2 separate regions of the Sus scrofa genome follow, and region 2 is linked to region 1. The links are chromatin contacts, called in public HiChIP or PLAC-seq maps. All regions are on one chromosome and are shown on one strand. Each heading gives the region's core, a stretch centred on a gene start, on an enhancer-like site or on the middle of the called end of the contact. The rest is flanking DNA. Distances are from core to core; before and after follow the strand shown. Region 1 holds the start of NEIL2 (endonuclease 8-like 2). Region 2 holds the start of CTSB (cathepsin B).

Region 1 (3,682 bases), core at 1,179-3,678:
TGCCCCACAAAGGGGGAGACCAGATGGTGAAACCTCCTCACAGATGGCCCCTCCGGCATCCCTGCGGGCAGAGGTGGGAGAGGAAGCCACTGACTGAGCCACCGACTGAGCCGTGTTATCTCTAGCATTTCTAACATGGGCCAAGCACTGAACTTTCAAGCTGCTATTTTTTTGCCACCAACTTTAAGAGCAAATACGGCCCCAAAGGGAATGTGGTTAGAGATGGAGGTGTCAGATGAAAGCACCAACAGTGTGCCAGGAATCACACCGCACACGTCCTCAGCTTCCATCCTATGGCAGCCTGAATGGGAGCTGGCCCTTTGGACTTTAGGCCTGGGCTATGGTCCTAACTCATCTCCAGGTTTTTTCTTTCTTTTATTTCTTTCTTTTTTTTTTTTTTTTTTTTGTCTTTTTGCCATTTCCTGGGCCGCTCCAGTGGCATATGGAGGTTCCCAGGCTAGGGGTCGAATCAGAGCTGTAGACACCGGCCTATGCCAGAGCCACAGCAACGTGGGATCTGAGCCGCATCTGCAACCTACACCACAGCTCACGGCAACATCGGGTCCTTAACCCACTGAGAAAGGCCAGGGACCTGGTTCCTAGTTGGATTCCTTAACCACTGCGCCACGATGGGAACTCCATCTCCAGGTTTTTTCTATCCTCTTCCTTCTGCCTCCCCCAAACAATCATTCCAGCCCACAGATGCTGCTTTATCTCCTGCTTTCAGGAGAGAAGGATTTAAAGGCACACTGACAAAGATGTGGATCCAGCCCCACCAGGACCACCCCACTAGAGGGACTGCAGTGTCTGTGATGACAATGCAGAGCTCAGAATCACAGCAAGTGCAGTCCAAGATCATGTCTGGTCAGAACAGGGAGAGGCCACATCCAGCTTAACTATAGCAAACTATCCCTGGGAGTTCCCGTTGTGGATCAGCAGGTTAAGGACCAGAGGTTGTCTCTGTGAGGATGTAGGTTTGATCCCTGGTTTCACTCAGTGGGTTAAGGATCTGGCACTGCCCCAAGCTGCAGCATAGGCCACAGATCCGGTGAAGGCTCCAGCTGTAAAGCTCCCAGCTACAGCTCCCAATCCACCCTTGGCCTGGGAACTTCCATGTGCTGCAGGTGCAGCTGTAAAAAGAAAAAAATAGAGAAAGAAATAACTGAGAAACAGCTGGGCTTCCATTTTAATCTGATGTAAGGGTATCTGTGACTCTCATCTCTCCCCGCCCCAAATCATCCAAGTTCACTGGGAGCTCATATATGAGGCAGTCTGAGTGGTCTGCCCCTAGCTTCTAGGACAGGGAAGGCATCCCCCCACCCTTACCTATTTATCCACCTGCAAAAGACTGCAAGTTATCATGGAAACCCAAAGAACTAATCAGTTTCCTGGCATGGTGGTAGCTACCTGCATTTCATCAATTCTTGAAAGCATTTAAAAAATCTCTCAAAGGGGGGGTGCCTCTTACAATCCATGGTTTCTCATAGTTTGATTAGCAGCACATCCTATAATACATATTTTTAATTTGATGGTGCCCTAGCCTCGCTAAATGTGCTATTTCACATCTTCAAGACCCTGGAGAGACCCTACTAACCAAACTTCAGGGCTATAGGGAGATTGGCCACACTGCGGCTAAGCTGAACCTCAACCAGCAATGTGCGCTGGTCCTCTCCAACCGAGGAAGCTTCTGGAATAGTTCTGATCCTTAAAAACCTTTTGACACAAGGGCATGTTTCTTTTAGGTTTATTCATGGAGATGGAAAACTGGGCAGGGAACTGCCTCTACCGAATCCTTAAAATATCCGAACCGTAAGGGGCACAGATTCGATAAGGTCACCCCGCTACCTTCGAGCCCCTCCCCCCAGCGGTTAACCGCAAGAGGCTAATTAAGGGGCTGCCTAGCGACCGCGCTAAAAGGAGAGGAGCGGGCGTCCCCTTTTCTCAGGACATCATTCACTGTCTGGGGAGGGTCTAAAAGCATCTTCCCAGGGTGCGGGGCGGGCTGGTTGCAGAACCCGGATTGCTCAGGGGCAGAAATGCTAAAAAGTAGTTAACAGCCAAAAAGAAAGATAAATTCAGGTTTCCATAAAAGACGCTTCTAAAAGGTTCGGTAACTGAGTTTTCACGCCGGTAATAAAGTGACGAGGGTAAAGCTTGGGAAAGCCCTGCATTTCCGGCGGGGGACCCGTCACCGCCGAGGACGCGCCGCACCGCTCCCTACCCACCAGCGTAGGTAGCGCGACGCCGCGTGGGAGCTCGCAGCAGGACTCACCGGCTCCTGGGCCGTGGACCCTTGGACCCCAGCAACCGTGAGGCCTGCAGAGGACCCGGCGCCCAGCTTGAGCGCAGGCTCCGCCCCCGGGAGTGGGCACGGGGCTTTATTGGAAGGGAGCGGGGCTCCATCCGGAGGTGGGGCGTGCGTAACTCGAGGTTCCTCCCTCGGGGTGGGGCATATAGGGGCTCCGCCCCCAGGCGAGGAGGGGGCTCTGTCCTGGTGGGGACAGGGAGTGGTGGTGAGGGCGGGGCGAGGTGGGCCGTTCCTGCCCTAAGGGGGTCGCTGGATGCTGGGCAGTTGCCGAGGTTGGGGAGTGTGTCTGAGCAGACGTAGGGAAGAAACAAACCGCCCTTGGAAAGGTCATTGTCTTATACGAAGATAGACTGCTATAGAGAAAATTAAGTTAAACAAGACCACTTTGGGTGGTCAGGCAAAGGGAAGCCTTTTGGTTGGTTTTGCCGGGCCTCCAATCCTAGCGAGGTAATTGTGAAAAGGAAACAAGTTGTCAAGAAATTTTCGTAAAGTTTTTCAAGGGTGGGTTTTTTTTTTTTAATTTTATATTATTTGAATATTATTATTTAAATTTTTACCGTAAACAAATTTTGTTTTAAAAGCAATATTTGGGGAATTGCCTGGTGGCTCAGCGGTGTAAGGACCTGGCATTGTCGCTGCTGAGGCAGTTGGGGCCCTGGTTCTATTCCTAACCGGGAACTTCTGCATGTCCTGGGTGCTGCCAAAAAAAAAAAAAAAAATCGATATTAAACTTCATCGTGTTATTATGGAAATATTACAAAGCAGGGATTCTCAAACTTTAATGTGCATATGAATCACCTGGGAGTCTTTTTTGTTTGTTTTTTTGTTTTGTTTTTCTTTTTAGGGCTGCACCTACCGCATATGAAAGTTCCCTGGCCAGGGGTCAAGTTGGAGCTACAGCTGCTGGTCTCTGCCACAACCATATCTGCAACCTATACTGCAGCTTGTGGCAACGCCGGATCCTTAACCCACTGTTTGAGGCCAGGGATCGAACCTGAATCTTCATGGATACTGTGTCAGGTTCTTAACCTGCTGAGCCACAATGAGAACTCCTTAATCGTGTTTAAATGCAGATTCTGACTCTGGTGTGTAGAGGGCCCAAGATTTTCCTTTTCAACAAGCTCCCAGGAGATGCTGTGGCTGCTGGTGGTCCAGGGACACAGGTGGGACAGCAAGGACTTGGGGCACTGTACTTGGCAGTTGGTGAGCACTTAATAATTACTCTTTGAATGAGTGGTTAAATTAGATATTAGATAATGAAACCCATAAACTATAAAGTGCTATGCAAATGCATGTAGTCACCACTCTATGACAATAAAGTTGCTGAATCTGCGTGGAAAATGGCAAACTCCCAGAAGAGCAACTCGACAGAAG
Region 2 (3,554 bases), core at 314-2,813, 90 kb before region 1:
TGATCTGCTCCTTTAAAAAAACGTATTGGAGTATGTTGACTTCCAAAGTTGTGTTTCAGGTATACAGCAAAGTAAATCAGTTATACATATACACATATACATTCCTTTTGAGATTTTCCCAGGAGTTCCTGTTGTGGCTCAGTGGTACGGAACCTGACCAGTATCCTTGACGATGCGAGTCCAAGCCCTGGCCCCACTCAATGGGTTAAGGATCCGGCCTCTGCCTTGAGCTGTGGCATGGATCAGGGACACAGCTTGAACCTGTGGCATAGGTGGGCAGGGCAGCTGCGGCTCCCATTAGACCGCTAGCCTGGGAATGTCCATATGCTGCAAGGGCAGCCCTAAAAAGAAAAAATTCACAGATTCTTTTCCCATATATCTCTATACAGTATTGTGTAGATATCCCTCTGCTATAAAGTATGTCCTTGTCACCTTTCTATTTTATACACAGTAATGCATATATGTCAATCCCAATTTCCTATTTTATCCCCCCCCACCTCTCCTTTGGTAATCAGAGACTCAAGATTTTCAAAGCAAATTGTTTTGTAAGTTCTTTTGTATCATTTTTTATTAGATTCCACATATTAGTGATCTCATATATTTCTTTCTCTGACTTCACTTAGTATGGTCATTTCTAGGCCCATCCATGTTGCTGCAAATGGCATTTTTCATTCTTTTTTTTTTTTAATGGCTGAGTAATAGTCCATTGCATATATGTATCACATCTTTTTTTCGCCCACAGCTGCATCTGCGGTATATGTAAGTTCCAGGCCAGGGACTGAATCCGAGCTGCAGCTGCATCAGCCCTGGATCCTTTACCCACTGTGCTGGGCTGGGATCAAAGCCGTACCTCCAGAAGGACCCAAGCTACTGCAGTCAGATTCTTAACCCACTGCACCACAGCGGGAACTCCCACACTATGTCTTCTTTAGCCAATCCTCTATTCATAGACATTCAGGTTACTTCCATGTCTTGGCTATTGTAAATAGTGCTCCAGTGAACACTGGGGTGCATGGTATCTTTAGGATGGTTTTCTGGATACAGGCCCAGGAGTGGGATTGCTGGATATGGTAGTTCTATATTTAGTTTTAGCTACCGCTTAAAAATTCTTACATATCTAGAACATCTGATAGGCACATTCAAGCTAACAGCCTTTTAAGGCTCTTCTGGGAGGCCTGCTGTCATGACACCCCCATCTGTGGCAGTGGTTTCTGAATGAATGAAATAAGGAACAGCTGTCCCAAGCAGGGATCCGTGTCCTCTGCTGCGCTGGGCCCAGACCCCCTCGGCCCCAGGGAATTTCTCCAGGAGGGGTGACCCTCTCCCTCTCAGGCCCACCTCGCGTGCCCTTCCGCTCGCAGAACGCAGAACTTGGGGCACTGAGGGGTACAGGCGGATGAGGAAGGTTCTGAGCCCTTCCCAGGCTGCTGGGGACCCGGTGGGGGCGGGGCGCGGCGCCAGCTGCCCTGGTCACGTGGCGAGTCAGGCGGAGGAGGGCGCGGGCGGGGCCTGGTGCGGTACTTAGCGCGGGGGCGGCTCTGGGAAGCTAAGGCGGCTGGCTGTTCGGGCGTCAGAACCTGCCCGAGCGCTCGGAGGCTGCAGACCTAGGCCCTCGGCGGCGGCGGCGGCGGAGCGCGGTGAGTGCGTACGGATGCGGTGCCCCCCCGGCGGAAGTGACCTGGGGCAGAGGGATGGGGAGACCGGCTGGCTTGTACCTCTGCCGGGCCCCGGCGGTGTCCCAGGGCCGGCGGAAACGGAGAGGCGAGCTGGGCGGCCCCCGCGCACTCCCGGTCGTGGCTCTGGTGAGAAGAGCAAAAACAACCCCCACGCATGCGGCCGGACCCCACCCCAGCTCCGGCTGTGTTCGGACCCCGGGCCGGCCTGACCGCGGTGTCGGGCCGGGGTGAGGGGTGGGGTGGGGCAGTACGGCGGGGCTGGGCAGTTTGCGGGGGAGCCCGAGGGAGGAGCCTGCGAGGAAAAGCTCAGCCCCGACCCACTGACTTTCGGCTGCACCCCGGGAGCCGCTTGTGAGCTGCTGGGCCTCAGTTTCCTCAGCAAATTGCTGAGTGGATATTATTTGCCTGCGTCCGCTTTAGATGTTTTCTTTTTCCAAAAGGGTTTTCCCCGGGCAGCTTGTTTGCACAACTACACACGGTTCCAGGGTCCCCAGAAGACAGAAATTGGGAAGCTGGAACCTGGCCCTGGGTGGGGCAGGGTGGGACCCACCGGAAGAGTTAAATCCTTGGGTGGGAGGAGAAACTGGGGCGGGGGGGGGGGACAGGAGACTGTAGGGCCCGGGACCCTGGGGGAGTGGAGGGGAGAGGGGTGCAGACTCTGTTCCTGGACTGCTAGGGAAGGGAAATCCGCTTGGGCCCATGGTGCTGTGGGGGAGGGGAAGGCAGGGCAGAGTCCTTGGGCATCGCCTCCTCCCTCACTTAATGACCCTGGAAGCCTGGGAGAAGGAGCGTCTTAGGGTGGCTGAGTTTGGGGAGTCAGCGGGCTGTCCAGGTAGACGTGAGTTGGATTTGCTTGCGTAATGGGCCCCAATCCCGTCCCCAGGGACTGAGGAGGCCGGTTGGCTGGTGTGGGGAGGACAGTAACTCATACGCGGGGGCGGGGGTGGGGGTGGGGTGTTCAAAGGGAGACCTTTGGAAAGCCTGATCCTCAGCTGTCTCCACTAGAGGGGAATGCAGCTGAAGGGCGTTCACCTCAGTTGAATCTATGGATGCAGAGCCCTAAGAGGAAGAGCCTTAGAAGGATGTCTGGTTCGGTAAAGGCTACTTTCCTTTTCTCCCTGACATCCTTAACTTCATGGAGAATTGTTTCCTGTTGGCGCTGGTGATGGTGACCTAGTGCCTTTAAGCTCTGTAGAGATCAGGGGCTGGGCTGCCTTCACTCTGTGTGACTTTCTCAAAGAGTTGAAGGCATCTGGCGAAAGGATTCGCCCCAACCTATTGGGGGCATTGGTCCCAGAGCTGGGGTGCTGCTGAGTGGAAAGGTGCAGATCCCTTACCTGGGGGCTTCACAGGCCCAGGGGCAGTGCCGGCCAGACATAGCCCTGGCTCCACGTACCTCCCATGATGCTGGGTCAGGACAGCCCTGTTTCTGAACTGGTCAGGTGGTGAGGGTAGAAGCCCTTAGGCTCCAGGAACACCTGCCTCCTGCTGATTCACCAGCTTGAACTGAGGTCCTCCTTGTAGACTGGCCCTTTCCCTGGCTACTAGCCCTGGGAGTTGGAGTAGGAAGTCACACACAGTTTAGGGCTAAGAGAGATCTTGTGTTACCATGGGCATTTGGGTTGAGAAGTGAAAGAAGATCACTTTCAGGTGAATCCTGGAACATCTCTTGGGTGGTTTTCTTAAATGTGGGGATGAGTTGTGGTTGTGTTTAAATATCCCTGTCCTTAGGAGAGAAGGACTCAGTGTCTGCTGCTTGTTTTTGTTTTTTATCTTGACATAAAGTACTGGAAACATGGGAGGTCAAACTATAAAGCAATGGAAATCTTGTAGGTCAAGGAGGATTGTGATTGGACACTTGGATGTCATTTAGCTTCC

What was found. HiChIP or PLAC-seq counts read pairs in DNA pulled down with a chosen protein or histone mark.
Region 2: a contact with region 1 is called in an H3K27ac HiChIP or PLAC-seq map of skeletal muscle. The contact joins the promoter of CTSB here to the promoter of NEIL2 in region 1. A contact is called at or near these places in 1 of 47 Hi-C or Micro-C datasets (embryonic fibroblasts) and 1 of 2 datasets of contacts at active chromatin or transcription factors (skeletal muscle).

What each region holds. Positions count from the first base shown.
Region 1 is chr14:14,943,875-14,947,556 of Sscrofa11.1, reverse strand. It overlaps NEIL2 (endonuclease 8-like 2), which reads right to left and starts at 2,428. Exons shown (of 5, transcript XM_003359058.4): 1 at 2,273-2,428; 2 at 1-61. The coding sequence starts at 59.
Region 2 is chr14:15,032,760-15,036,313 of Sscrofa11.1, reverse strand. CTSB (cathepsin B) reads left to right here and starts at 1,563. Exons shown (of 10, transcript NM_001097458.1): 1 at 1,563-1,637.